Linked DNA regions of Mus musculus: regions 2, 3, 4, 5, 6 and 7 are each linked to region 1. The links are chromatin contacts, called in public HiChIP or PLAC-seq and promoter capture Hi-C maps. All regions are on one chromosome and are shown on one strand. Each heading gives the region's core, a stretch centred on a gene start, on an enhancer-like site or on the middle of the called end of the contact. The rest is flanking DNA. Distances are from core to core; before and after follow the strand shown.

Region 1 (3,983 bases), core at 571-3,070:
TTCCAAGTTTGGTGTGTGCATGGGAGCGGTAGATGAGAAGTGAAGCTTTGTGTGCCGTGAAATAATCTCCAGTCCAATCAGAGCTAAGGCTCAGCTTTTCTCTAGCCAGAAGCATCTACAGATGTCACCGCTTAGACATCAAACTTAGGTGTCTTCCTTATTTGGTTGGCAGTGGCTCTGATATTTTTGGGCTTAGTTTCGTGGTTCAGCAAATTGTTAAAGTCTCTCATGTGGCTCTATCATGTAGCCAGGCTTGAGAACTGAACTAAGTCAAAGTGAGGCTTCCCAGCCTTGGAGTTTCAATGACAGATGATCCTGGGTTCCATTCCCTATGGATTTCAGTTTAATCAGGCTGAGGTGACACTTTAAAGATGACCTACTGATGTCACTGACTCCGTCCCTCTAAGTACTTCCCCTTCCTCAACAGCTCTCAGCTTCAGCTACAGAAATCACCCGGGGAAACTCTGAGAATGCCAACGTTCAAGCACTCCAGTCAAAACTGGCCATACCTGGATGGGAGAGATGCTTTTGTGGTTGAGAGCACTGGCTGCTCTGGCAGAGAACCCAGGTTCAACTTGGAGCACTCAGGGAATGGCTTACAACCTCTGAAACTCCAGCTCTAGATCGGATGCCTTTGTCTGGCCTCTGAGCGCACCTGAAAGACATATGCTGCGCACATACAATGCTCACGTCAGCATTTAAGTGTTGAAAGGAAGCACGTGCCTTTTACCCTTCAGCTGAAGTCTTGTGGCATCAGTTACTGAGCCTCTTGGTGTTCACTCCGATTCAACAGCAATAGCAAGAAAGACTGCATGGTGACCATCAACTATGTACATAGGCCAGTGCCTTTGTGTTCTGTGTTTGTACACCTAGCAAGACCAGTTTTTCATAGATGCGATGAATTAACAGCCCTATTTCTTCCTATTATGTAAGACTAGTGCTACTGCTCAGAACTGTGCCCCTTCATACGTGTGATTGCATCAGCAGTGACACCACATGATGGGAGGCAATTTAGGGGATAAACATAAACACTCCGAAGTTTTCCTCAAGATTCACAACTAACTTGCCAGTGGCTTCCCCAACTTGTGACCCAGAGATCTCATCAGAATCCTGGCGCCTGCATGCTCTAAATGATGGTTACTGAGCACAATTTTTATTTGTGGTCCTGAACTTTGAATTTTCAATAAGCTCTAGTGCATTCTGAAATTGGGAATGTCTGTCTTTCAAAGGAGACTAGAAACAAGAACTATGGCAAAAAGAATGCCTTTTATCAGTTAAATTCAATATTTAATGAGCACCTTAAGCTGGCAAAATGCCAGCACAAGACATGTGTTCAGTGTCTCTACAAAAATCACGACATAAAGCAATACATTTACTGTATTAGTCTATTCTACAACAACTATTAGTAAGACAGGCCTATCTTCCCCTGTGATGAGAGTGGAGTACTAAGCCAATGCTCTAAACAGGCAGTTTAAGCCAAGGCTCAATCTCAAAACTTTTAGGTTCGCTGTTGTCCTAGAATTCGGTTTAGATGTTACAGGAATTTCTACATTCTCTCAGTTGCAGGTGAGTTGTTACAGATGCTAGAATACTCTAATGAGAAGTCAGTTACAGGGAGCACACAAGCTATTTCGTTGAATCCCATTCCAACCTTTATGGTACTGAACACGAACAGCATTGGGACTTCATTTCCCAGAAGGCAGTGCGACACCGACTCACGCGAGCCTTCGGGGGAAACTTGCCTGTTTTTTTCACGCCTGCCGTAAAGGCGCGCGGTCTGCTGGGACATGTAGTTTGGTTAGCCCTAGGACGCCCCCTCAAATGAATGGGACCGGGTATGACTGAGAACTACAGCTCCTGGTCTGGCCGCGTCGGTGGCAGCTGCGGAGGAAGAGTTGATCAAGACGGCCCTCAGGGAGGGAACCGCTGGCGGTGGTGATGTTGCGCGCGGATTTTCTAGGGTAGCGAACTGAAAGGGCGCTTTTTCTGCGCGCTGGCTCCCCGTGCCCCGCACCGGCCATGCGCCCGGCCTTCGCGGTGGGCCTGGTGTTCGCAGGCTGCTGCAGTAATGTGATCTTCCTAGAGCTGCTGGCCCGGTGAGTGACCCTCTCGGGCCGCGCCCGGGTTCTCGAAGCTGGTCCGGGGTTGCTAGCCCTGGCCGCCTCCCTAGTGCGCTGCACGGGATACCCACGCAGTCAGCTACTCTGCAGCCCTGGCACTCCTCCATTCGTTAGCATCCAGGTGACAGGAACATCCAGAGTGCTGCTGTCGGCATCTCCAAGCCACACTTTGGGGAGTTTGAAGCCTGGAGACTTTCTCACGTGACCGATCCTAGGTCTCTAGGAGCACCCTCTCCAACTACTACTCATCCAACTCTAGCACCTTTCGCTGACCAGTGAATGAATGACACGTGTCTGTCTGGAGCAAAACTTTTCTCACAGAAAGTTTTGTGTGTGTGTGTGTGTGTGTGTGTGTGTGTGTGTGTGTGTTGACATGTTTTGCGAAACATTTGTTTTTGTTGGTCGTAGAGATAGATGGTTGTGAGCACTTGGCTTAGACTCATATGTGAGTGATGTGGTGCAGATAACAACTGAGCTGTCACCATGGTCCCTGGGCATTTCGCACATCACAGTCTTTCGTTGAGAAGCGTGCTCTTTGAAGTGTAGATTGGGAACAGGATTGGCTTTGTGGTGTGGTGTCTTGCAAATAACGTTGGGTAACTATGTGCAAAGTTCAGTAGGCAGAAGTTAGAAAAGAGACAGGAGATGAACTGGAAAACGATTAGGACTAAACAGCTCCAGTTAGTTATTTAAGGTTTGGAGCTTCGGTCTCCTTTTTCAGACAGTTCAATACTCAGTTCAGAGTCACTAGCTACAGGTTTCTATCTATATACTGCTTAGGGCAACCCTGTGACCAAGAGTTACATTGTTTTGTTGAAAGTGAAACAGATGCAAAGTTGGGCATCTTTTCACTATTTGGAAGTGGCAGAGCAAAAATGGGCTGGACTGTATCTGTCTAAGCTCCTAGCCCAGTAACATTTCCAGATGCCTTCCATTTTTGAACTTGAGTTTTGAACATGGTGTGATGTCTGTTGGAAATTTATCCTGTTTGATACTGTTGGTTTGAATCCTTCAGAAGTAAGCAGTTTATTTATGATCAAGTCTGTATGTGTTATAGTTTGCTTTTAGAGAGCTTACCGTTTTATTATGCAGAGTGTTGATGAAGATCGATTGTCTTGGGAGTGGACAGGAAGATGAAAATGAAAAAGAAGTTTCTGGATACACTTCAAAGGCAGAAAACTTTGGAATTCAATCTATTTAATATATTTTTAAATAAGAAAGTGATATATATTCAGGCTAGCTATAGAAACAAAGTCAGATAATTGCATTGAATATGCCACTAAATTATGTGAAACCTGTGTGTTCTAGCTTGTGAGCTCTTGGCTAAAACACTTTTCTCAACCATCAGAGGGGTGGGTGATAACAGCTTCATCCCCATGGATTTTGAAGGTGAATGAGAAATGCCTACCTCACGTTGGTGACTTCCCTAGCCTTCTCCCTTACAATTTGTCTCAGTGCAGGCGTACGTTGTTTTTGTGAGGGTCCAGAAAAGTTCTGTGTGTATCCAGAAATGGATTCCTTTCTCTTTATAAAGTCTTTTCATTCTTTATAGGAACTTTTATTTAGAATTTTATTAGGATCAATTTGTAAATGAATCCAAATTCCTTATTTAACTTTACATATATATAAATCTGCATTTTTGCATACAACTGAGGGTTTTCCTTAAGACGTAAGGAAGTGGGCTTATTAATGCAATGTATAGTACATTAGACTGATAACAACGTATGCCTGATTTGCTTAAGTAAACTCTTCACACTGTCGAGCCGTGAAAGCCGACCCGATTCGTCCAGATAGCCTTTAAAGTTCCTTCTAGATATGATCTTGAGATTTGTGGCTTTAATCTTGAGAAATCACCGTAGAAAC
Region 2 (3,983 bases), core at 840-3,339, 1.3 Mb after region 1:
CCTTCACAATGTGGAAGCAAAATTCTTGAGGTATATTGATTGTTGCTTTAAGTCCTGGGCAGCCAGAGTTCTGTCCAGAAAGACCTTACCAGAGCTTATATCCTGAAGTGTGTACCCTACTTTGTTTTCTAGAAGTCTGAGAATTGCAGTCTGACAATAGGTGTTTGATCCACTTGGAATTGATTTGGCATTTGGTGGGGGGAGGCTCTTTTTCGTTTCTCTCTGTGCATATATCCAGTTTTCCCTTTGTTAAAGATTCTGTCTTTTCTCTGATGTGTATTTTTGGCATCTGTCAAAATCCATATAGCTATGGTATGCACAAATATCTAGGTCTGCAATTCTACTTGATCGATGTGTCTGTTTTGTACCAGTACAATGACAGTCCTGCAGGATAACTTGATATCAGGAATAGTGCTACCTCCAACAGTTTTGTTGTTGTTGTTGTTGTTGTTGTTCAGAATTGTTTGGGCTTTCTGTGGTCTTTTGTACTTCTATATGGATTTTCAGGGTTGTTTTTTGTTTTTTGGAGTTTTTTTTTTTTTTCAATTTTTGTGATGTTACATTGTAATTTTGATGGGAATGACTTTGAATCTTTAGATTACTACGGAAAGTAAGATGGCCATTTTCATATTTACCCTACCAATCCATGTGCTTGGGATGTCTTTCCCTTTGCTGGTGTCTTCACAGCAAAGGGAAAGTTTTTTTCTACAGAGGTTTAGTTCCTGTTGTATAGGCTGTTCAATTCTTTGATCAGGTGTATTCAAAGGCATACCTAGGCTGGCTTGTTTCTTTGGGCTATTGTGAGTAGAATTGGCACTTTTATCTCTGTCCTGTCTTTGGTGTCTAGGAGGGCTACTGATTTGGGTGTGTTGATTTTTGTCACCTGCCAGTGTCTATCAATTCTAGAAGTTTCTTGATGGAGTCTTTGGGTGTCTTGTCACCTTCAAATAGGGACACTGACTTCTTCCTCTTAAGGGGGACTTGAAACCAGTCATTGTAAATAAAACATTCTTACTGTGAGCAGCACCAATACATTTTCATATAATGATCCAGGCAGCAGTTTTCCTTACTGAGGCCTGGCAGAATGCTTGAAAACTTGTAAAAGCTTGCATCTTGGCCCTTCTCTACATGTTGACAGAAAAGCACACATGCTTCCATGTTACAGGGCCGCCAAGCATCCCCACCATCCTCCACTTGCTCACATGGCTGCCTTGAGTTACTTTGTGTGTGTTCTTTTTCATTGGCCTGCAGTTAGACTCTCATTCTGTGTGAGTGTGTATCCCAGCACTGGTAATCAGCTGTGTCCCCTGGAAACTGATAGATGTGCTCATTAAGGCGAGATTTTGCTCTTGGCTCTGATTCACAAGTCACCTCAGCTAGTGTTTCTGGATGAAGCTGGCAAAGAATTCTGTGTGGTGATATATCTGGCTTTATTCTCTTTTAAGCACTGAAACTCCTTTTTTGCTGTGTTCACTGTGCTTTGTGGGGATCTTACAATCACAAAGAAGTCAGCTATTTGCTAATTACAGTATTTACACCAGAAAGGCTGGGGGCTGCTGTTGTGTTGGAATTTTTTTCCCTCATTTTGTTCTCTTGTGCTTCTGTAACTACACAAATGCTTATTTGTGAGGCAGATCTTGGCATCATGACTCTGAAGACCACCAGCCTGCTACCAGCATAGATCTGAGCAAAGCTGCTGGGTGAGAGAGGCACTCAGCAAGGTTCATGACTGGGAGTTTGAAGTTAGCCTACACCTGTTCTCTGCTTTCAGGATGAAAAATGAATTGCCAATTACTGTCGACATGTTCAGACACAACACTTCATATGGCAGAAGCCTGCTCAGCCTGCTATCTGCTGAGCCCCCAGCTAGAAACCCATCAGGTCTGGGAAGGGGGTGTGTTGGCAAGGAGAAGACGAAAAGGGATCGCTTTCTGATCCCATCCCGTGTCCCTTGTTTGTGCAGGCTATGGGCTAGAGGGCAGTGCCTCTCACCTTTGTTTCCCCAGCAGAGCTCTTGAGCAAGATGAAGTGGTCAAAGTGGGTGCCAGCATGTGGGCGGTGCAGTCTCCTTCCACTGCAAGCTGCACGCCCAGATGCTGCTGTTTTCTGCAGTGGCCCTTGCTGATTCACATTCATAACACCTCCATTCCAGCTCATTTGGTGCTGCTGTCATTCACAGCTCTTCTCTTTGTGGGGCGGGTGTTTCTACAACACAAAAGATGCTAAAGTGAAGGAGAATTTGAGTAGTGAGTCTTCAGTCTCTATCCTTCAGCAGTCCTGGTTAGTTGATAAAAAGCAGAAACCAAATATTCTGTTGCTACTTAGGTGAAGGTTTGAATTTGATGGTGGGGATTGCCACTTTGTGTTATTTTTGAAGCTATAAGTCTGATATACTGGATTTTTGCCAGAAGACCAATTTCATCTGTGGTGTATCTTGGGTGTTCTTGTCTGTTAGTAAATTCTGACACCTGACCCCATTGGCTCGCCCTCCCCTAGTAAAGAGCTCTATAATGTAGATCTCTTGTTTAAAGGTATTCATAAGGCAGCTTTTCTTGGGGGAAAGAATCCCACCAAGAGTCCCTTTGAGGTGCTAATTTATTTGCACTGGAAAGTTAAGTTCCAGTTTCCAACCCCCAGAGGTCTTAGATATTTGCTCAAGAACAATTTTGATTACTGTACCTCATTGCATGCCAAATGGTTTTATATATTAGAATATAAGAAGTGGCCTAAAAGTTTTAATATAAGCATGAAGCTGCTAGCAAAACACTAAAGGGGACGGGCTATCTGTGGAAGTGGCTGGCATAGACTGTTTCTTTTAACTTTGACATGTTCTGAAGCAAACAGGGAAAACTGCTTTCCATAAGGAACTCAAATGCTAGAAACAGTGGAGATCAAATGGCACAAGAGGGTATAAAGGAACACTGGCCTTAGACTTTGAAGGGGTTAAATTCTTACTTTCAAAGACAGAGTTGATAGGATATGTAAGTGCAACCAAAATTTCTACCTACTGGGGAGTGTTTTTATCTGTCACCTATTCTTGGCACCCCATGATTCACTGCATAAAAATCATGTAGTTTTGATTGCTTGTTGTTGCTAGAATTTTCTGTCACATGTGTTGGGCATATATGTATTGTATTTGTTATCATTCCAATCACCAACCCGCTTAATCCAAACCTTTACCCCAATATGCCATACATCTACAGCCATAGCCACAACCACAAAACCCACCAGAATCAGCATTTCTCTCTGTCTTGCACAGGATCATATGACTATGTTGCCACTCTTAATGCTGGAGCTTTGGTCCAATTAGTTTATTTAAAAGAGAACTTTTCTCAACTGAACATACAGATACAATTCTATTAATATAAAGTCATTGTAATTTATTACATCATTATAACTATTCCTATATTAATATCCAATCATAAAATCATATATTGTATCATATTTTCTAAGTTTAAGGTCTTGTGTGAATGAAAGAGGATATAGTTTGATTCAAAGTGTGGGAAATAATTTAACAAAGACTTGGTTCATGAGATGCTGTCTGGCAACATTGGACCTTTGGAAAAGAAGGGGCCTGTTGAAATGGAGTATATTAGCCTGTTTATGTGCCCAACTACCATCTTTCTGAATGATACCCTAAGAATTCATTAACCAAATTCTACATGCCACAAGGAAAATATGTTGGGAGCAAATTCATAGTACATATTCAGATCTGATTTTTCTGGACAACCAGTCTTTTATTTATTGTATAACTTTGAATACAACCAAATGTATTAAATGAGCTGACATTGTAGAATAATTTGTTATTTCCGTATGAAAAATACTAGATTTTTCTTTAAAAAAAAAAAAAAAGAAAACTTTTTAAATTGAGTACACTGTAAGAGGGAGCAGATGGGGCAGGTGGATTGCCTCCTGCAGGGTTAGTCAGTGTTCCATAGAGAGCAGGGGACTTTGGGGGTGAGAGGTATTCCTACATTCAGATG
Region 3 (3,983 bases), core at 641-3,140, 1.3 Mb after region 1:
AAGAGGAAGTAATATTTGTATCACTGGCTTATTAGAATAACCTAAAGCAAGAATCTAAATAGTGCTTGGGTAGCAGGCTTAACACCTCATGTTCGACACCAAGTAATGCCCCTGACAAAATAAAAGATAACACGACAGCTCTTTGAAAATTTGCAAGAATTTATCAAATTGAGGTGTTTTCATCATAGGGCATATCTTTCATCTATGATTACATAAAGAATATTCAGTCTGTCATTTTGTAAAACCTGTTTTTGTTTGTTTGCTTGTTTGTTGTTTTTTCATATTGTTAATGGTTGTGAAGGCGCTCTGTATAAGCATTTCTAATAGACTTCTGAACATACTTGGCATTAAAAATATAAAAGTGTGGAACTGGATAGTGCTTAGTATAAGAAAACATGATAGGATGTGTGTGTTTACAGTGCAGTCCAGGTTGCTGTGGATTAAATGTGGATTTGAACACACCTTTCCTTTAATCACATGAATTGATACCTTCAAGTCAATACTCGGTTACCAGTGAAGAATGTGACTCAGCGAGTCCTGTAAGGATCTGGGCATTCAGCACAGAGTTCTGTGTAAGGCCTTATATTCTTGTGGACCACTAAAACCAAAACAAGTTTTAGGACACCATTCCAAAGCTGTTGCTACGGCAGGCTAGGCACAGTTGGCATGTATGTCCCACCTTTGCATGATTGCTTCCTTACTCCTTTAATATCCACTTTGGTGCGAAGGTCAGCAGTTATGAACTAGCCAGTTTGAGCGTGTGCCGCACATTCTGTTCTGTAACACTGCCCAGTTGCTACTTGGTTTTATTTCAGTTAACCCTGCCAGTTAGGTGATTGCCATGAGTCAAGTCTCTTCTCTTCCCAGATGTGTCCACCAGGGAGGGTCTGAGATACTCTTCTTCCTTCACTAATGTGTGAGGCTTCACTAATAAGTGTAATTTCCCTAGACTACAGTTTTATTATTCCTGGAAGCAGTTTTCCAAATCATGGCTATTAAAACTTTCACAGGTAGGTCCTCATTTCCCAGTAGTCAGAGATCACAGACTTTCCCGTTAGTATTTGGATAGATGAGACTATAAACTCTTGAGAGTGTTAAAAACCTCGTGTGTAGGTTTATGGCCCAAAGGGAGCTGGATGAGTATGACTCTTGCTTCAGAGACCAGAATAATATTAACTCCTGGCTGACAGTTTGCCCAGAGGAAGCCTGGAGCAGTCTCTAGAGAAGGTTGCTCAGTGTTCTCACACAACTGGCCTAAGTCCCTTGGGCAGTTTTTTCTGTTTTCACAATTTTATTGGTGTATAATTAATTGACACGTCTATACTGCTTCACAGCTCTCAATGATAACTGTACATTATATAATAATTGTGATTAAATATGTATGTTGTTAGACACATACTATATTTTGTCTAATTTTATCCTCACAGTAACTGTATGAAGCTGCCCACTCTGTGAATATCCTGAAGCTGAGAGCAGCTTGCCCCCAGAATACAAAGCCAGATTATTATCAGTAGATCTGGTTTTGAGTCGGCTGCCTCAACAGTGCTGGGGGCCAGGACACTGCTGTCTTTAAAATGTATGAGTTTATGCTTAAGTTGTTTAGTCTATCTGGGGACAGTATTAGTTCTTTGAGTGCCGAGTTAGCACCTCTAGCTTCTAGTACAACTCTTGGGCATCAGATCTCATCATTGGATGATTGCCTTCTCATAACCTGAAAGTATTGAGCTAAACACTCAAAAATGTGTCATGTCCTCCTCAGGATTTGGCACTTTCAAAGAAACTTTTACAGAAAGGAAGAAAGAATGTTTTCCGTACCTGAACCTGCCGTACGCTGCAGTCCCCAAGTTCCTTCCCGGTCTGCATTTGGTGCTTTCCCTTTCAGTGAGGACTCAGTAGCCGTCTGAGCAGTTGGACACCCTCGAGGTGTCTGCACACTTTTACTCTTGTAGGACAGTCAGGTCATTGTGCCTCCTGGAAAGAAAACATATTTTTTCTTATTAAACAGTTCTGACTGATAATTTGTTTGAAGTGGATTGTTGACACGTTCTTAAGGAAAATGTATTTTTTTGCCAGGAGTTTATTGGTTCTAAGGTTGTCACCAACTGAAGAACACAAAGGTTCTCCTATCTAGAGTCTTTCCAGGATAAAAGTCCCTGTATCCCAAGGACATCGTGAACACTTGATTCCTTTGAGGGTTCCAATGTCATGCATATATAACTTTTTAATTTTTACAGTGAAGTTCAATTAATTCTTTTTGCTGAATCAACCACTTTGTTCTTGGCTCTGTCAAGGATGATGGGGTTTGGCACAGCATACAGGGGAAGTGTAAAAGCCCTGGTGGCCTTAGGAGCTGAGGGTGAACAGAGAGCTTAATGAGGTGTAGGCTCAGTACAAAGATCAGCCTGGTCGTGTGGCACATATTACTTGTAGTTTATAGACTCCAGGCTTTCAGTAGTAATATGCTTACACTTTGTAATGAGCCACCTAGAATTAACACAGAAGGGAACTGTATCAACGTGGCAGAGAGGACAGGGGAAAGAAAACAGTGAAAAAGTAAGTTACCACAAGGAAGTTACTGGCCTGCCACCTGGGGAGAGTTACTAATTAACTGCTGAGGTCATAGTTCCATCAAATGAGAAATGGCTTTTGAAGTCCCTCACTTCCAGTGGGTGACATGTCTTCTGCAGCATCAGAAAATGTTGGGCCCATCTGTATGATTAATTGGTGATGGGATTTAGTCACTTTTTGTCACTTGATATTTTTACCGATGTTACCTTAGAGGAAGGGGAACCATGATAACTGATAGTGTGAGAAATGACAACAGAGTAGGTTATGGTGAACCTGATGCACTGCATATGGGGAGACACTGTTATGTATTTTACTAACAGATGAAGTCTCCCACTGTAGAGTATCTCACTAAGTGAAACCAGGGTAGCATGGGATAGAATCTAAAATCTGAGATACAAAAATGTGAAAATCTATTTGAAAGGGTGAAATAATAAATTGACTTACTGGTCTTCAAACAAACAAACTAACTAACTAACTAACTAACAGACAGACAGACAGACACCCTACCTTTGCTGTTTTCCCTGCTAGAGCAGTTGTGAGTGCATTTGGTTAGTGGCAAACTCCCTATGGCCATGCAGTGTGAGAAGGCAGACTCAGCACAGGAGTTAAAAGCAGAGCTCTCCTCCAGCCAGGCCTCCACAGGTGAAGCTGAACCTGACACCCTGCAGAGATACTTTGTCCCTCTGACACCTGGGAATTTTGTGTTGGCTTCATGATACTTGTGGAAATCAGGGCTGGTTCCCATGGTTTCTGTAGTTACAGAACATTGCAGAAACAGATGAAGTTCTCTGGTTCACACGTTTGCACACTGAAGGTACTCCAAGCCACTATCAGGATTGTAATGTCATAATGTAAAGCTCTTGCAGTGTGTTTTGTACATTGAGAGTTACACTCTCTTAAATAAAAGCTCTTTTCAAGTAAAGTTTCAAATAAATGCATTTAGATATTATTAGGTAGGACATTAACACAGCCTGGTTACAGCATGTCTTTTGTTACTACAGCGGACACAGCTGATTATAACTTAGATGTGAATGCTGAGCCATTTCGCACTCTGACCTGTTTTCTTAAAGGTTTATTATTACGGTTATTTTGAAAAGTAGCAAACAGTATGAGTTGATGTCACCACTACCCACTTCTCTTTCTATTTCATTCTCTCAGGGGAAAATCAATACAGTTTAGTAGATGTGGGGGTCTTATCCTTAATTCATTATTCAACAAATCCTCCAAGTACATTGGCTTTTCTGTTAACCTCTCTGAAATTTCTAACAGGAAATGTGGTTTGAGTAACCTTGAATTGCTTTTTTAATCTGGCTTTAGGGATATAAGACCTAGGGTTTTTTTTTTTTTTCCTAGGGTGAGCTTTTAAGTGTATTCTGTTAAAATGATCCCCTTAACTGGAGCCAGCTCTTCTATGT
Region 4 (3,983 bases), core at 1,055-3,554, 1.2 Mb after region 1:
CTGGGCAATGACAAAATTTGGGAACATTTGCTTCTCTTGGGCTCTGCCCATAGGCCCTTGTAGAACAGGGCCTTTGCTGGCTTTTTGGTAGTTGTATTTGCATTTGTATGACTTTGTGCCCTCCATACCAGAGACAAAAGCCTGCTTGTGGTGCACTGCACACCTCCATTCCAGAGGAATTTGTGGACTACCCAGGGCAAGCAGCAGTGTGTTGTAGTCTATGCACTCTGGTAAGAGTCATGCCAAAGTGGGCTTCACTCTACTGGAAAGCAAAGGTCAGAGGAGAGTAAAGCCTGCTGCGCACAGGTTTCTGCTTTACTCCTGCCCTCAGTGGCCATTACTTCTGCTGTCCTGCTGGTTTCTCTGGCTGGGATATTGTAGATGGTTGGGGGTGGGAGGGGTACCTTGAACAGTTTTGCTTATTCTCAAGGGCAGCACAGGAGGGGCCTGTGGTGACATTGTATTGACATTGCCACTTCTTTTACTCTGTCACTCCCTTCTCACTGTGTTTGGGGACCCCTACCTTGTCTCTGAAGGATTCAGATCTACCACTGGCAGATTCATAAAATTGTAGGGCCAAAATAATAAAGCTTAATCCTCTTCAAACAACAGAATTGTGTCATAGGACACGGGTGACACAGTGTTGCTTTGTCCAGTTCATTCAGTCAGATAGCACTATGTGCTTGTTAACCCATTGGCTTTATGCATCTTCTGCCAGATGCTGTGTCACGGGCAGAAGAGCATAGTTCTTCTAAGGTTTTCAGTATTTATGCTGCATAGTATCATATACCACATATGGTCGTCTTTACCTTTCCTGAACATGATGTGGGTACGCATGCTCCCCTTCTCTAACTCTCCATCCCTGCATGCCCTTTGCCCAGCATGTCCCCCTTTGTGTACCCATTCCAGCTCTCAACCCTTTCATTTTCATTTCATCTTTTAGGTTGGAGCATAGCATAGGTACTTCTAAAGCCTTCCTGATTTCCTAATTCAGATCATAGCCTTCAGTCTATTCCCAGAAACCACTGATCATAATTTTCTCATAGCTTAGGTGACAATATAAGGTTTCCAGAGTGAGAGGGTAAGAGGAGGCTCTTAATCATTATGAGGGTACACAGAGAAACAGGGATATTCCAGACAAGCCAGAAAATATGGCTGCCTTGTCTGTGTCCTTTCCTCCATGTTTGTTTGATAAATGAGTTTGTTGCTGGGGTGGAATAAACAGTATACGTGTATTTCAGTACTCTGTTTACAATTAGGCACTCTTTATTGTTTACTGGATAGAAATTTTGTTGTTCCCGTAAGGGCTAGAACTTGAGAATAGTCTTTCCTATGACCCCTGAGATAGCTAGCAGATTAAAAATGGTAAGTAGGAGTGGGGAAATGCAACTGAGAGGCTTGTTGACTGGTCCCTAGACCATACCTTGGGATAATGGTGATTTGTATTCATTCTGTGCAGCTATGAGTAAGCAGATGTCAAGACTTTCTCTGTGCAATAGAACATGAGGTCCAGGAGCCCTTATGAATGGTATGGAAGATGGTAGAACTGTGTTTCTGAATGCAGGAACCTCACTGTGCATGGACACAGTTCCTTAGAAATAGACAGGTGACAGGCCCAGAATCTGTATGCTGTACTTGGTATCTTCACAGTCTTCATGAAGTCTGACTGCCTCTTGGCAATCTATTAAATGCATAACATTTGAGAAGGTTATAATCACTTAGGAAGGCTGTTAGAAATTATGTAGTATGGACTTCCTACAGCTCTTTTTATGGAGTGTCACCAAGGAATTCCTGTGATGAAGAGCCCAGATGACATTAATTCTTGGGCTTCTATATATAAACGAAGGACCTGCCATTTAAATAGTCTGTTCACTGGCCAGAGTAGGCAGCAAATGGGAAAATGAAGTGAGGTGTTGAATGTAATACCAAGTTTATTTCCACATGCTTTTAACGGCTACATTGACGTCTCTATTTTCTAGACAGCTATAAGAGACCTCTTTGGAGTATCTCAAAGGTCTTTATAAAAGATGCAGTATTTCACTGTCACCTCCCATTCTCATTTTTTCTTTATTGCCAAGGGGCCAACAGCTATTGAGAAGGTGGACATTTAAAATCGTTGAGTAACGAGCCCTTGATTTTATTGTAGTCTGTCTATATTGTGACTCCTTTGGCAAACTGTTAGTGCAGATTTTGAGCCTTGGGTATTGTAATACTTTATATCAGGCACCCATGCTCAGCTAGCCTCATACTGCTTAAGTTCATTGTATTTGCTATGAAAGTGAACGAGTCACTTATCTACCCACTCATGGCCGGCATGAGTACTTTCCCCCTTACACTTAAGTGCTACCTTCCTGGGTGGATTGTTTAGTGTTGAATCCTGTGCTGTGCTTCCCTTCCTTCATGGATTGCACTAAAATCCGTAGCCAACTTGTACTTGGTTTGTGCTCTCCTGCAACTATGGATGCAGATACCAAAGGGAGAGCTGTATGATTTGGGGGTGATTCAAGTTTTATCTAGTCATTTGAGTCCCTTGTCAGTAATTGGGATTGTAGCTCAGTCGTCCAACGTGAAAGAGACCCCTGGGTTTAATACATACTGGCAAAAAGAACAAGACAAGACCAGACTTAACTAAAACAAGACAGACTGTCATCTGTTGCAGCCTAAAGTTGTAGCTCAGTTGTAGAGTGTGTGCCTTGTGAGCCCAGTGTGCCCAGGGCTCAGTATGTGCGAAGTAAAGATAAATCCCTTTATGAGCTGTTAGAAAGTACACATGCACTAGTGTAGACTAGAGGTGGAGCTGGGCACGCAGGGCTTTCGTGGTCCTCCTGTAAACAGCTGGGTGAGGAGGGCGAGAGAGAAGAGGCTACCCGTCCTCCTTCCCTCTGATGCTTCCTCATGCGGCCTGGCATTCAGGACAGTTGTGGTGTTAGGAGAGCAAGAGTGTTTGTTTGGACTAAGGCCTGGGTTTTGAGTCAGCTCCATGTACAATGTGTATTAAACGTGTTATACAGCAGCCATTGCCCATCATATCCTCACTCCCTTTCCTTGTCGCTTTCCCTTAGGGGCACATAATTTTTTACTCGATATTATGTTAAAGACTGGCCATAGGTGTCATACCTGCTTATGGCTGCTTCAGTTCAGGAGTTGCTAATATTTAGATAGTTGTTGTACTTACCTTTAATACACACACACACACACACACACACACACACACACACACACACACACACACAGTGTTTGTTTCCAGGATTAGCAATCATCCGTGAAGTCAGAACTCGTTTTGCATACAGTTAGCATGTTACAATGGAGGCCCACCAAGGAAGCATTTGGGGCTTTCTCCTTAGTCTTTAGAGTGGTTTGATTCTAATCACGTTAAAATAATATTTCACTACTTCTGATTTTCCTAATTATCATGCAGATAAACAGTAGGGATCATGACATTAGAATAAGTGAGCAGCTTATGATTTTTGCCTCAGAAAAAGAAACTCTTGCTGTTTTCCTCCCCCCTTGAGCTACACAGCAGTAACAAATGAGCAAGTCCAGAGTACTTTATGATAGATAGTTAATGGTGCTGCGCCTCCGCCATCAGGCTTGTTCCCACAGCATCTGTCACAGTTCAGAGTCATTAGCATACCTTTAATGGTTTCTTTTCAAAATAATTTCTACTAGGGCATTTAGAATGCATCAAGGAAAAATATTGAGTTGTAGAGATGAGGAATTTTAAATGTAGACAAATGGATTTCATTCCCCTTTGTAATTTTGATAAAACCCAAACCGCATAGCAACACACCACAAAGTATAATGCATTTCACAACATTTAACGTACTACCTAGGAATTACTTTTTTAAGCATTCTAAATAAAACACTTTTTAAAATAAAGAGGTTTAATTTACAAATTAAAAAAACAAATTGCTGGGTTTTGTTAAGGGATTAATCCCATGATAAGCCTTATTCTGCCCAGTGTTTTTGTACAGCATCTCACA
Region 5 (3,983 bases), core at 623-3,122, 1.2 Mb after region 1:
CTTTATTACCACATGGTGCAGGCTTTTTCTTTGAGTAATTCACCATGCTAGTATGTGCCTTTCCTTTCATGATTTGACTCCCATGTGCTCTGCTCTGGCCGTGAAAGGGAAAGGGCCGAGGAGATGAACAAACAGGAATGTGAGGGCCCCTCCATGCCTCAGGTGGGATGGAGTTGGCACCTAGCTGTAACCTGGACAAATGACTCTTGATAAGGGGTTCATTTTCTGTCACCGTTTTAGAGAGCAGAGGGTAGAGCAGCTATTATGTTATTATTTTTTTCTTTAAAAATGTTTTGTTTGAAGCTTTCTTTATAACAACCCTCCAGCTGTCAAATCTTGGCGAAAAGTGTGTGTTCTATATGATACTTGACTGAATCAATAGCTTTCCCCACCTTCTTCCTTTTTTGTTCTTCATCAGCGAAGAAACTTTAGCACAAGCATTAAGAAAGCTTTCCGTTCAGTCTTCTAAAAGCGGCATCTTCGAGTAGCAGTGCATTTAGGCATTGGTGTGTCTGTTGCCTAAGTTTGAGTGAAGGCTTATTGTAAGCTTTTCTTCAGAGTGGTTCTCCATACTCCTACATTGTCACCTGCACAAGTCCTGATGGCCTAGGTTTTTCTTTTTCCTCAAATGCACACAGAATTGTCTACCAGTTCTCAAGTGTATGAGATCCAAACAAAGATACACAGACAAGTAAATTTCAAATACATATGTTTGAGGACATTGAAATTAATTTCCAAAAAGTGATATATTTCTTTGTAGAATTATTATAACTCCACATACTAGTTCTTAATTGATGCAGAGTATTGAATGTTCTAATGACATGTGCACTGTGTAATGTTCAGCCATGTTGCGCCCTGCTCTCTTCTCAAGTGTCCCTATTTCTGTGTGGTGAAAATGGTCAACTCTTTAAGTGCAATCTTTTCCTTGAGCAAATTTTAAAGCTCATTCAAAACCAGAGACAATCCAGGAATACGCACTTGTATCTGTGCTCTGCCAGGTCTGAGTGGTGAGGAGAAGCAAGAAATAGTCAACAGGCTGGTGAACTGTGCAGCAGAGCTGTCTTCTGTCAGGACAGCTTAACTCATCACCTTATTTCAGGGAGATTTCTTTGGACCAAAAGATCAAATCTTAACTGTGGTTAACTTGGGAAGCCTGATAGTTCAAAAAGGAAGACAGAAAAACCACTAGCTAGGGAAAATTGGAACTGGCTAAGACTGCAGGAGAAAGGAAGCCATTTCTCAGCAGGAGACACAGATGAGGGCTCCTTAAAGGGAAGTGGGTGGTAGAATCTACCTGAGTTGAAGATGCCGTTGATTTCAAGATGTTCTACTGAGAAAAGAAAATGGCTGCAGATTATGATCCAATGTTTCATCTCTTTGATTTTCTTATTAAAATACCTCATTAAGACTAATTTTGAAAAAAAAATTCTTCCTGTAAGCAAAATAAACTGGTTAAGGTGGTGGTTCTTAACTGGGGGGCATTTTGGTCTCCAGGGGACATTTGACAATGTTTAGAGACATTTTTGGCTGTCACACCTGTCAAATCATATCTAGTAGATGGTACCCAAGATGCTGCTAAAGATCATGTAATTCTTAAGATGGGCTCTTTGCTACCTTTTGTCCCCGACAAAAAGCATTTCATGGCTAAAATGCCAGTTGTGCCAACAGTGAGGTCCCAGGATTCAAGCCTCTTTCAGGCCTTTGCACACTGGGCTTCACTCCTTCCATTCATTTGCTCAGTCCTGATGTCCTGGTTTTCCCATGTAGTATCATATTCAGCATCCTCAAAACCGTGGCAACATAGCATTCCTTAAGGGATTGCTCCACTGCCACTTCTGGGAGTTTTCCAAGCTGCTGACACCACTTCTGCAAATTTTGATGCTCTGTGCAGGCGATGACACCCGAGGCAGGACTGCCTCTCTGCAGTCAGGAGGTACATTAGGCATGTGAGAGTGTGGAAAAATATGTGTTGGTAAAATCAGCCCATCTGCAGGCCAGACTATGAGATCCATCAGATTGCATGGCACCTTGGCAGGCTTGCCCTGCCTTCCTCCCAGAGCAGATGCCCTTTCTCTGCTGTTCTGACTAGTCATGGCACACACATTTAGACAAAGTCATGTAAGCTGAAGAGATTTCTAGCCACTCAGAATTTACCCCCACTTCTTTTAGGTTCTGTTCCTTTGTGCTGGCTTTCCCCATGAGACATTTCTTGTTAGTACCATAGTGACAGCAGAGCTGAGTACAAGTTTTGCAGCAACCTGTGTTATATTCTAATTAAAACCAAAACCAAACAACCACATCTGAACATGGACTTTCCATTCACTGTACTGTGGATCTGTGGGCACTGGGGTAGTTTTCTGATCATGCTTCTAAATTACAGATGATGAGCCTCCATGCTTAAATTCTTTTGTCTAATTTGCATGAGCTCATTAAAACATCTAATAGATGCAACAGTCATTTGGTCTGCTGCTGAGGGTCCACAGGAGCCAGCCTGTTTTTCCTGGGACAGTCTGTTGTGTATGTAGGCTGAGGTTGGCCATACTGCTTTGGCAGCTACCGCACACCAATGTCACAAGGGCACAACACACAAGGACAGGCTACAGTTTGAACACAATCTTCTAAGATGTGGTTTACTTCCCCTCGTCCTGCCTCCAAAAGCCAATCTCTGACAGCAAGAAAAATGTGACTACTCCTGACCTTTGACCCTTGGCATTCAAATTTCACCTCTTTACCTATAAAGGCAAGTGAAAGTGTTTTGCTTTAATAACCTTTCTTCAAGAAATCAGGAAGGAAAAAGGAGTCGGCATCCAGTTGTGAAGCTAGCTGTCTGTCAACTGAGAGACTCCCTGCCTGCTATTTTTAAATGGCTATCAGTTGAGATTTGTCCTCAGTTTTAGTAATTTGGAAAATTATATTAGATCCATTGGAGCTTAATTTAGTTAAATAAATTAATCATAAATTTTATCAGTTGTCTCCTTGAAAGCATAACATAGTTCACTTACTTTTCCCATTGATAGTGGTATGGAAGCCAGAATTGGGACATGAGACATTCTTGTATCTTTTAGTTCATTGTGATAGTGAAACTCATGGTAATGTTACGTTCTGTCTAAACCCATTCTGTTTAATATGTTCTGACTTTATTATCAGATACATCCAGCCTTTGGAGGAAAAAGGTGAAAGACAGGGGAGGGAAGAGTTGGCTAGACAAACAGATTTGTGAGTTATGGCCATGTTTAAGCTATGTAAGTAGTCATGTACTAAAGTTCTATCTCTAAAATCAGAAAATACTCACAGATAGTTTTCAATGGAATGAATCACCAGGCCTGGAAAATACTGACTAGAACTGTCTTTCTGGAAGAGACAGGGCTTGAATATAGTTTGTCCCCCAAAGTTCCTGTGTTGGAGACTTGGCTTCTGATGTTGTAAGGTGGGAGGTGACAGAAGCTTTGAGAGGGACCTAGAAAAATATATGTGCATAGGCTGTGGACAGCAGGGAGGTACTGCCCCTCACATCCTGAGAATAACTAAGGTGGTCTCATGGGACCCATGGTGGCTTGCAGCAGTGAGCTGCTGTGAAATCCAACCAGGCCAGGCTGCTCTCTGTGACCTCACTGTTTCATGTATGTTCTTTCTGAGATGGTGTCAGCAGTAGCTTTAGTGCAATGAAGTTAAGTTGGGTGCTGTGGCCTTGAATCTCCAGAACTATTAGCCAACATAACATCTTTTCTTTTTATTGATTGATTGATTGATTGATTGGTCTTTTCGAGACAGGGCATTTATTGATTGATTGATTGATTGATTGATTGGTTTTTTCGAGACAGGGTTTCTCTGTATAGCCCTGGCTGTCCTGGAACTCATTTTGTAGACCAGGCCGGCCTCGAACTCAGAAATCTGCCTGCCTCTGCCTTCTGATTAAAGGATTAAAGGCGTGCGCCACCATGCCCGGCAAAGCATCTTTTCTTAATAAAGTGGGCTTGCTGCAG
Region 6 (3,983 bases), core at 695-3,194, 1.1 Mb after region 1:
AGGAAACCAATCTGAGCAGGAAATAGCACAGCCCAAACTAAGCAGCCAATTTAGGGAAACAGATTCATCTATATGTTGTATGCGTTTTTTTTCCCAGAATATGGCTCCTTTAGTTATTTTAAACAGCTCTTTAAGGCTCATTTAGACACAACACTGTAGGGAAAGTTCAAAGTCAACCAGTTTTGCTTACTGCTTTGGAGTTTTCACATTTGAGTGAAGGTGCAGTGTTGTAGGTCTCCATCATTCATGTGTGAAACCTTGTGTATGCCAGTATCATGGATAATTTGCCCAAAGGTTCTAAAGCATCAAGTCTAATCTCTGATGAGCACACCCTGCACCTAAAAGATCTGTAGGCAGTACACACGAGCGACGAAACCTCAGAGCTCGCTCCTTCTGTGAACACGTGTTGGTATGGCAGAGATCTTGGGCCTTCAAAGACCAATTTGGTCAAATCATAGTTAACATGATGCAGGATTTCTGAGGAAGTAAACAATATGCAAATGAGATGAGAGTGTGCACCCAAGGCTGGAGGGCGTATAGGAAAGAAAGAAGCAGGGCAGAAGTGTGACTTGCCATGAAGGCATGTGGACTTGAGGCAGACCTCCAGGAAAAGGGATCTGAGGGCTCGTAATATGGCAGGTACCCCCTGTAGAGTCAGTGATAGAGCAGATTGATTCTGATGAGGTTTGGGGCCTAACCAGTAGGGATAGGCTGGAGAAGATAAGGAGTTTCATTTCGTCCAGTGTGGTCCTGGCAACTACTGAAGAGTTCCATCTAATTCTAAGGTACAAGATTAGGACATCTCATTAGTTGCTTCCTTCTTCATGAACTTCCAGATGTTAATAATAAAGCTTTTTTATTTATTAAATGGTTCTTATGGTTAAAATTAAAGTGATTCTTTTCATTGATATTTTTATATTTAACAAAGAAATCAGGGTGGCAAGAATATGTATATTCTACCATTGTGTAAAATAAGATCATTTTCCTGTTAAGTGAAAAAAAAAAGGCTTTTTTTTTGGTCCTTATTTGGCACTGTAAGGAAGAAGAAAAAGAATAGAAATGTCCTCAACTGTGTGAAGCCGTGAGGGCTTTAACTGTGTGGCACTACGGGTTTTAACAGATGAGTTTTGAGCAGGTGAAGTAAGACGAGTTTATAATGGAGTGGTTTGAATGAACATGGTCCCCATAGGCTCATGTGTTTGAGTGCTTAGTCCTTAGTTGTGGAACAGTTTAGAAAGATTAGGAGGTGTGGCTTTGTAGGCGGAGCTGTGTCACTGGGGATGGGCATTGAGGTTTCAAAAAACCAAGCCCAGCCAAGTCTCGCTCATTCACTGCCTGCTACTTGTGGGTAGATATGAGCTCTCAGCTGCTGCCCCAGCTCCATGCTTGCGTGCGTGCTGCAGTGCTGCTTGGTTGTGTGCTAACCCTCTGAAACTGTAAGCAAACCCCACTGAAATGCTTTCTTATGCAAGTTGCCTCAGTTGTGGCGTTTTTTTTCCCAGCAGTAGATCAGTGACAGAGACAAGTGGTTTCTTGGCAGGATAAGGAAAGGGTGGGTTGGAAACCACATGGGAAAGGGTCTGTTTTATGCTCTTTGTAGATGTAGTATAGTAAATCCTGGGGCCTTGGGACCTGGTGACCTGATAACAAAGCTGTATGGCTGGGTCATGATGATCCTTGCTTCAGTCCTTATCTCCTCATCTGGCCCATTCACCTTGGTGTTGTCTGATTCATTACTCTTGGCTTTGCATTTTCTTCTAAGAAACCAGCAAAAGCTTAAAACCAATTTATCTGAACATACAAGTAAGATGTAAGCCTTTTAATGTAGCAGCCAATCCCTGGCTAGGACATTTATATATTCAGGACAGTCTGAAGACAGTGCAAGAGGGTTCCCACACACGATAGCTAGAGTGCCATAGGGAAGGGAATCACAGAGCAAAGCTTAGTACTTTCTGGAATGTTTCTGAGTCATACTTTGCAGTTGTTCCCTGCCTGGTGATTTCCTGTTAGTGTATTAACTGTTGGCTCTGCTGCTTCTTAGTAAATTTTAAGTGGTCTCTACCTAGAGACCAGCTCTGTGTAATTTACCATGTATAAGTGCCTATAGGTGGCATGGGGACCAGTGGCTTCCTGAGAAGCAGCAGCAGCATGGGGTGCCTGGATGTGAAGATTGAGCGGGAGTAATGGCAGGAGCCACACTCCTGTATCTGGAGTTCTGTCAGCTACTTGCTCATTCAAGGACTATAGGAAAAAGAAGCTATTTTAAGAGAACACCCTATTTTTGTTACAGTAGATTTTGGATACTAAGTCTACAGTGATTATAAGAATGGGTTGTGTTTTCTCAGAACTGTTTGTGGATAAATCATAGAAATTATTAGAGGCAAAAACTGTAAAGTAGGAATTTGTAATTCTGTGTCGAGATTTATAAAATGCAAGACATTGTCTGTATAAACTATTCTTTTGGAGTATGGAGAATAAAGACCAATATATAGAAATGCTATCTGACAAATTTTATATGCCAGTTGTAAAATAAATGCCTAATTAACAATCTTACAGTATTTCTTGGAATTTGACAGATTTTATAGGGCATCATTGGGAAGGCCCAGATCTCTTAGAATAAATGCCCAGTGGAGTTTCAAATGTACATTTTCCTAATGTATGTGGAAATATTCAAAATAAATCCATTCACTTTCCAGCTGTCAGCCAAATAATAGGTTATTGTTGTTGGTGATGTTTTTCTTTTAAAAAACATTTTAAAAACAAGGTGATATGTGACCCAGAATCTTCCTTCTCCCTGTTCCCTTTCCTGTCTCCCTGACAGTCCAGCTGTCGCTGAAGTGCTCTGTATTAGGCCATGTCCCTGCTGCTTGGGTGCAACAGTAACTGTTTATAAGTTTTCTTTTAAACCTGTTCTATCCCTAGGGCTACTCGACACTTTGGTGACAGCTGTCACAGTACTGGAGGATCTTGCAAGGCCTTGGGAGCATACTTGAGACAATTTCCTGGTTCCCTTGAGTGAGTGGATAGTTGATTATGTGCTCTAATTAGCTGGCAGCCAATGGTTGGAGCCTGAAATTACTTGGTTGCAGGTAACATTGATAACACTTTGGTTACTGTAAAGGTGGAAGGTGAAGGAGCATGTTGGCCTCTGTGTGTGTGTGTGTGTGTGTGTGTGTGTGTGTGTGTGGGGTACTGAAGTACATGGTCTCTTGAAGCCAGACTGCACTCAGGGTGGTGGTGGCACTTCCCAGCTTTATCACACTGGCAGTAGTGCTGCTCTTGCTCTAGGCCTGCTCCGCTGTCATTGCCATCTTGAGGACACCTTGACTTTCTCCTCTTGAGTTTGGTTAGAAGCTCCATAGCTTTCTTCTATGTTGTCTGCTTTCTAATGTCAGGTTCTATGGTTTCTTCCATCATGGTGTCGCTGCTTTAGTCTGGCCAGTCATTTACCCCTGCTTTGCTCAAACCATCTTGTGCTTGTGGTCCCTGCCTTCAGCCTTGCATTTCCCTCCCTGTTCTCAGCGTAGCCCTAGAAATCTTTCATTTCGATGAAACCAATAATGCCATTCTTTGGTTGAAGATGTGGGAGGCTCCTCTTCCCTCTTAGGAGGAAGTCTAAATCTACAACCATCATGGTCCTGTAACACCCTGTGGCCTCGGTTAGTTTTTTCTGTCATCTCCTAGACCCTCCTCTGTCATGCCTAACTTCTTTTCATGTAGCCAGAATTGAAGCTCTGAGTGTCCTTGAACTTGTCCCTTTGAGGGTGTGGACTGTGCTGTTCTGTTCTGTCTCCGCACTACTCCCCCAACTGTGAAGCCCACTGCACCCCACTCCACCCCACCCCACTTTACTTTTTACCCAAGTTTATCAGGAGGAGTCCTACATACCGTTTTAGATTTCTTCCCAGAACCACCCTGTGAGTGATCCCAGGCTGGTAACCACCCTGGTAGACCCCAGGCTGTGGACCCACAGCCTCTGTTGT
Region 7 (3,983 bases), core at 411-2,910, 1.1 Mb after region 1:
GGTTCTCTTTTCACCGTTATGTGAATTCTGAGGATTAAAGTCAGGCTGCCAAGCCTACATACAAGTTTCTTTACCCTCTCTGCTGAGCCACATCACTGGCCCATTGGGCTTTGAGTTATTGATAGCTTGTTGTGTTATTTGTGATAAGGGATGTAATAAATCGCTAATGTAACCTCAAAAAAGGCACCGAGAGTAAGCACAGGGACTCCCCACACAGAGGCAATGAACCTCTTCACCGTGGTACGAAGGTAAAGTTGCACCATAGCTGAAACATGAGACATAGACATTTGAACGTGAAACATAGAATGGACATGACAGCCACAGGGCACTCAAGAAACGGGGTCTGTCTTAGGGTTTCCATTGCTATGAAGACACCATGACCAAGGTGTCTTTGCAACTCTTACAAAGGCAAACATTTCAAACTGTAAGGCTGGCTTACAGTTTCAGAGGGTTAGTCCACTATCATTATAGAGGGAAGCATGGCCTCCTATACAAGCCCAAGACCCTATTCATACACATTTAGGGTGGGTGTTTGTATTTTAATTAACATCCTCTCAATAATCCTCCACAGATAGGCCCAGAAATTTGTGTCTTAGGCAATGCTAAGCAGTAGTTCTCAACCTTCCTAATGCTGCAACTGTTTAACACAGTTCTTCGTGTTGTGATGACCCCCCCAACCATAAAATTATGTTGTTGCTACTTTATAACTGTAATTTTGATGCTGTTATGAATCATAACGTAAATATTGGATATGCAGAAAATCTGATGTGTGACCCCTGTGAAAGGGTTCTTCAACCCCCAAAGGGGTCGAGACCCATATGTTGAGACCTGCTGTTCTAGACCCTGTCAAGTTGATAATTAGCACCTAGATAGGACAGCATTAAAACGTTTGTCTTTGTATAGCATCCCCTGGGTGAGCTCTGACAGAAGAGTAGGAAGCCTATCAGACAGAAGCCTTTTCCAGCATGAACAGTGGCATTACTGCCCCGGATAAGAACTTAGGTGGCCTCTTTCCCCTTTCCCCCATGTTCTCTGTTCCTTTTCCTAGTGCCATGCTGATTATAGACCAGACACGATGGAAATCTCCCTCACCTTATCCAGTGACTTGTCAGGCCTTTATGGGCCCTGATATGTTATCTCTTGACCAGTACATGATATGAAAACTTAAAGCTCAGTAGTGTTAACCTGTACTTCCAAGTCAATCACCTCTGACACATTCACAGGGGAAACATTATAGGAGCCTTCACAAACCAGGTGTGGTGATACACACCTGTCATCTCGGCCCTTAGCATCCAGACACAGAGGGATCAGGAGGTCAAGGTCATCCTTAGCTACATTGTAATTTCAGTATCAGGCAGATCTAGGTGAGATTTTATCTTTCAAAAAGTCTTTGTAACAGTGTCTTATGGAGAAATAACCTATTGTGTTGCTGGCAATTGACCAGTGTGCTATTCTGTGGGGGGATTCAGAGAGAGCTTGGCAGTAAAGGACATGCATTCAGAGTCAACGATCCGTTCTGTACCAGTTCTCTACTGCCGATAGCTTGGCCCTGAAGGGATGATGCCCAGAAGAGAGAAGGCAGGCTCAGCATTGGCTTGCTGCTGTTGTCTGTCCCCCACGGCCCGAGGCCAGCTCTGAGTACCAGAGGGAAATCGGACTCCCAAATGCCAGTGCAGCAGCTGTGCTGACTGCAGCCCAGCCCTGTACCCCTTCCCCCTGCTTTTTGACTCATTGCAGGAATCTCATTACGAGCTCATTTCATCTCTCCGGGGAATGAGCTGATGAAAGACACTGTTAAAATTGTGTTTCAGTGTCTTGAACCTATTTAAAGCACACTGCTGGGAGGTTATTATCATTTCTGTCATTAAAAGTGGAAACAATGCTAACAACACACACACTCTCTCTGTCTCTCTCTCTCTTTTTTTATTATTGAGCACTCAAACCACAAACATCTCTTGAATAAGTGTGATGGATACCATGCATTGGCTGGGCACTATGGGACCGTCACAGCAGCTCGTGCATTGTCCTCGTCTCAAGGAATGTACAGCATACTTGGAAACCCAGGCGGATTTTTAACTAACTCTGGCAGAGCTGGATAGTTCCAAGGAGAGACACTGGGGATACAAAAGACCTAGAGTCTAACTATGTGCTTCCCACCTATTTGCTCTGTGTATTTGCAACAGGATGTGTAACCTCAAAGTTTTCCCTGGCAGAGTGGAAGCTTGGTCCTCTTTTATCTATTTAACAAATATTGATCAAATGTGTGTCAGGCCTGGGATAGCGGTTATAGGAAAAAAGTAATATGCATTATAGCAGAAGTGGCAGTAAGTTAATACATAGTTACAGTCACATACAGGTAATAAATATGGAAGAAATGTATTTGTCCAGGGTTTTCATGCATTCTCTACATACCTACTATGGGCAATGTAGTCTTAGTGAAGAAAATAGATGAAAACTGTCTACTTTGATGAAAGGAAAAGACAGAAATAAAGTTAAAACAAATGGGGAGGGGACATGGGGAGATGGCTTGGTGGTTAAAGTACTTGTCACATAAGCATGGAGACCTGTGTGGATCTCCAGAACTCACGTAAAGTTGGATGTGACAGCATGTGTCTGTTATTCCAGCATTCCTGGTGGGACAGAAGGTGGAGACGGAATTCCAGCAAACTGGCGAGCCGTGCAACCTGGTGCATTCAGCAGAGATCATTGAGAAAACCTGTCTCAATCCAGGTAGAAGATGGTGACTGGTAGAGCCCAAGACTGTCCTTTGACCTCCACATGTGAGCTGTGGCACAGGTACACATGCTTACAGACATACACATACTCTCATGTGTGAACATATGCCCCTCATATACACATCGTATACAAAGAAAGTGATTTGTTGTTTGTTGTTGTTGTTTTGGTATTGATACAGGGTCTTTATGTAGCTCTGGCTATCTTGGAACTCATTATGTAGACTAAGCTGGCCTTGAACTCACAGAGATCTGCCTGCCTTTGCCTCCCAAGGCACGTACCACCATACCTGGCTACAAAGTGATGTTTAAATAAATAAATAAATTAGTAAATGAATAAGGAATTAGGGAACCAACTCAGTTGGTACAGCGCTCGCCATGCAATCGTGGGCACCTGAGCTTGATGCCCAGCACCCGCTTAAGAAGCCAGCCTGAGGGCACATGAGTATACTCCCAGTTCCTAGAGGTAAAGACAAGGAAATTCCTGAGCTTGCTGGACAGTCAGCCTACACTAATTTCCAGTTTCAGGCCAGTGAGAGACCCTGTATCAAAAAATAGAGCTTACCTGCCATGTATAGGGCCTGGATTCAATCCCTCTCATAAGTGAACAAATAAATATTATGTGCATGTGAGAAAGGCTCTGAGCACAGGGCAGTACCATATAGAGGGAGCAGATACAGAAACAAGGAGAGAGGCAAGGAAAGGCTGAAAGGAAACCAAGGTGTTGATTGCCATAAAATTGTTGAATTCTTTAAAAACCCAGTAATGTTATAGGAATATGCTTTTGTTTTAAACCCAGATGTGAGCTATGGACTGCTTCAGACTGAAGCAGCTGACTGTGATTTGTCCCGTGCTCTGGTGGGGGTGTGATTCTGCCAGCTGAAAACAGTTTACCTTTGGAATTCTGGGGACTCTTGAGAGGATCTAAAAATGCCAGAGCCCCTTGAGGCTGTAGCAGCTACTGCTGTCCCTGCTGCTGCCTTTGCTGGATTGCTGGATTGATTACTGTTTGTTGCTGGTTGCTGGCTAGAGATATCCTGATGACAAAGTTTGGACTTGCCCCCAAGGAACTTGACACCCCTATTCAGCAGTAAGTAGTGTGAAGAGATCTATGCTCCCTTTCTCTTCTCACCTTTCTCACCTACCTAGTGTTGGGAGGTTGAAAGGCATTGTGGTGAAGCATGGTAGGTTAAAGAACCCAATAAAGCATCGAAAAAGTATGGTCACAGCTGATCCTGCAGACCGCAGGAG

What was found. Promoter capture Hi-C pulls out the DNA fragments that hold promoters and counts their contacts. HiChIP or PLAC-seq counts read pairs in DNA pulled down with a chosen protein or histone mark.
Region 2: a contact with region 1 is called in a promoter capture Hi-C map of embryonic stem cells, with 2.5 times the contacts expected there. The contact joins the enhancer-like site here to the promoter of Slc35b4 in region 1. A contact is called at or near these places in 11 of 39 promoter capture datasets (the 3T3-L1 cell line, the C10 cell line, the HPC-7 cell line and 5 more) and 2 of 115 datasets of contacts at active chromatin or transcription factors (embryonic forebrain and embryonic stem cells).
Region 3: an H3K4me3 HiChIP or PLAC-seq map of pro-B cells shows a contact between it and region 1, with 6 times the contacts expected there. The contact joins the enhancer-like site here to the promoter of Slc35b4 in region 1. A contact is called at or near these places in 4 of 39 promoter capture datasets (embryonic stem cells, hippocampal neurons, liver and 1 more), 3 of 115 datasets of contacts at active chromatin or transcription factors (astrocytes, pro-B cells and stem cell-derived neural progenitor cells) and 3 of 9 other capture datasets (embryonic stem cells, liver and macrophages).
Region 4: a promoter capture Hi-C map of liver shows a contact between it and region 1, with 2.5 times the contacts expected there. The contact joins the enhancer-like site here to the promoter of Slc35b4 in region 1. A contact is called at or near these places in 11 of 39 promoter capture datasets (the 3T3-L1 cell line, the C10 cell line, cranial neural crest and 5 more), 4 of 115 datasets of contacts at active chromatin or transcription factors (astrocytes, embryonic stem cells, extraembryonic endoderm stem cells and 1 more) and 2 of 9 other capture datasets (adipose tissue and liver).
Region 5: a promoter capture Hi-C map of hippocampal neurons shows a contact between it and region 1, with 4 times the contacts expected there. The contact joins the enhancer-like site here to the promoter of Slc35b4 in region 1. A contact is called at or near these places in 14 of 39 promoter capture datasets (the 3T3-L1 cell line, the C10 cell line, the HPC-7 cell line and 9 more), 5 of 115 datasets of contacts at active chromatin or transcription factors (the SCID.adh cell line, astrocytes, embryonic stem cells and 2 more) and 2 of 9 other capture datasets (adipose tissue and embryonic stem cells).
Region 6: a FOXA1 HiChIP or PLAC-seq map of pancreatic cancer cells shows a contact between it and region 1. The contact joins the enhancer-like site here to the promoter of Slc35b4 in region 1. A contact is called at or near these places in 18 of 39 promoter capture datasets (the 3T3-L1 cell line, 3T3-L1-derived adipocytes, the C10 cell line and 13 more), 21 of 484 Hi-C or Micro-C datasets (B cells, the Ba/F3 cell line, CD8 T cells and 15 more), 19 of 115 datasets of contacts at active chromatin or transcription factors (the SCID.adh cell line, cardiomyocytes, differentiating embryonic stem cells and 13 more) and 3 of 9 other capture datasets (adipose tissue, liver and macrophages).
Region 7: an H3K27ac HiChIP or PLAC-seq map of large pre-B cells shows a contact between it and region 1, with 8 times the contacts expected there. The contact joins the enhancer-like site here to the promoter of Slc35b4 in region 1. A contact is called at or near these places in 4 of 39 promoter capture datasets (cranial neural crest, hippocampal neurons, liver and 1 more) and 4 of 115 datasets of contacts at active chromatin or transcription factors (the NIH/3T3 cell line, embryonic hindbrain, extraembryonic endoderm stem cells and 1 more).

What each region holds. Positions count from the first base shown.
Region 1 is chr6:34,174,891-34,178,873 of GRCm38.p6, reverse strand. It overlaps Slc35b4 (solute carrier family 35, member B4), which reads left to right and starts at 1,820. Exons shown (of 10, transcript NM_021435.3): 1 at 1,820-2,096. The coding sequence starts at 2,020. Gm13855 (a long non-coding RNA gene) reads right to left here and starts at 1,826. Exons shown (of 3, transcript XR_868963.3): 1 at 1,652-1,826; 2 at 510-669.
Region 2 is chr6:32,835,462-32,839,444 of GRCm38.p6, reverse strand. The region is part of intron 6 of Chchd3 (coiled-coil-helix-coiled-coil-helix domain containing 3); the gene reads left to right. Among named protein-coding and RNA genes, the nearest start is that of Gm32007, 180 kb to the right of the region's middle. Within about 2 kb of position 2,089, at least 26 of the 459 cell types and tissues checked have an H3K27ac peak or open chromatin away from gene starts, as enhancers often do. A contact at or near this core is called in embryonic forebrain and embryonic stem cells, where this site is marked.
Region 3 is chr6:32,887,683-32,891,665 of GRCm38.p6, reverse strand. The region is part of intron 5 of Chchd3 (coiled-coil-helix-coiled-coil-helix domain containing 3); the gene reads left to right. Among named protein-coding and RNA genes, the nearest start is that of Chchd3, 170 kb to the left of the region's middle. Within about 2 kb of position 1,890, at least 17 of the 459 cell types and tissues checked have an H3K27ac peak or open chromatin away from gene starts, as enhancers often do. A contact at or near this core is called in pro-B cells, where this site is marked.
Region 4 is chr6:32,949,507-32,953,489 of GRCm38.p6, reverse strand. All of the region lies in intron 4 of Chchd3 (coiled-coil-helix-coiled-coil-helix domain containing 3), which reads left to right. Among named protein-coding and RNA genes, the nearest start is that of Chchd3, 110 kb to the left of the region's middle. Within about 2 kb of position 2,304, at least 7 of the 459 cell types and tissues checked have an H3K27ac peak or open chromatin away from gene starts, as enhancers often do.
Region 5 is chr6:33,002,785-33,006,767 of GRCm38.p6, reverse strand. The region is part of intron 3 of Chchd3 (coiled-coil-helix-coiled-coil-helix domain containing 3); the gene reads left to right. Among named protein-coding and RNA genes, the nearest start is that of Chchd3, 55 kb to the left of the region's middle. Within about 2 kb of position 1,872, at least 10 of the 459 cell types and tissues checked have an H3K27ac peak or open chromatin away from gene starts, as enhancers often do. A contact at or near this core is called in hippocampal neurons, where this site is marked.
Region 6 is chr6:33,041,047-33,045,029 of GRCm38.p6, reverse strand. The region is part of intron 2 of Chchd3 (coiled-coil-helix-coiled-coil-helix domain containing 3); the gene reads left to right. Among named protein-coding and RNA genes, the nearest start is that of Chchd3, 17 kb to the left of the region's middle. Within about 2 kb of position 1,944, at least 25 of the 459 cell types and tissues checked have an H3K27ac peak or open chromatin away from gene starts, as enhancers often do. A contact at or near this core is called in muscle stem cells, pancreatic cancer cells and trophoblast stem cells, where this site is marked.
Region 7 is chr6:33,092,593-33,096,575 of GRCm38.p6, reverse strand. No RefSeq gene overlaps it. Among named protein-coding and RNA genes, the nearest start is that of Gm22321, 5.8 kb to the right of the region's middle. Within about 2 kb of position 1,660, at least 21 of the 459 cell types and tissues checked have an H3K27ac peak or open chromatin away from gene starts, as enhancers often do. A contact at or near this core is called in hippocampal neurons, where this site is marked.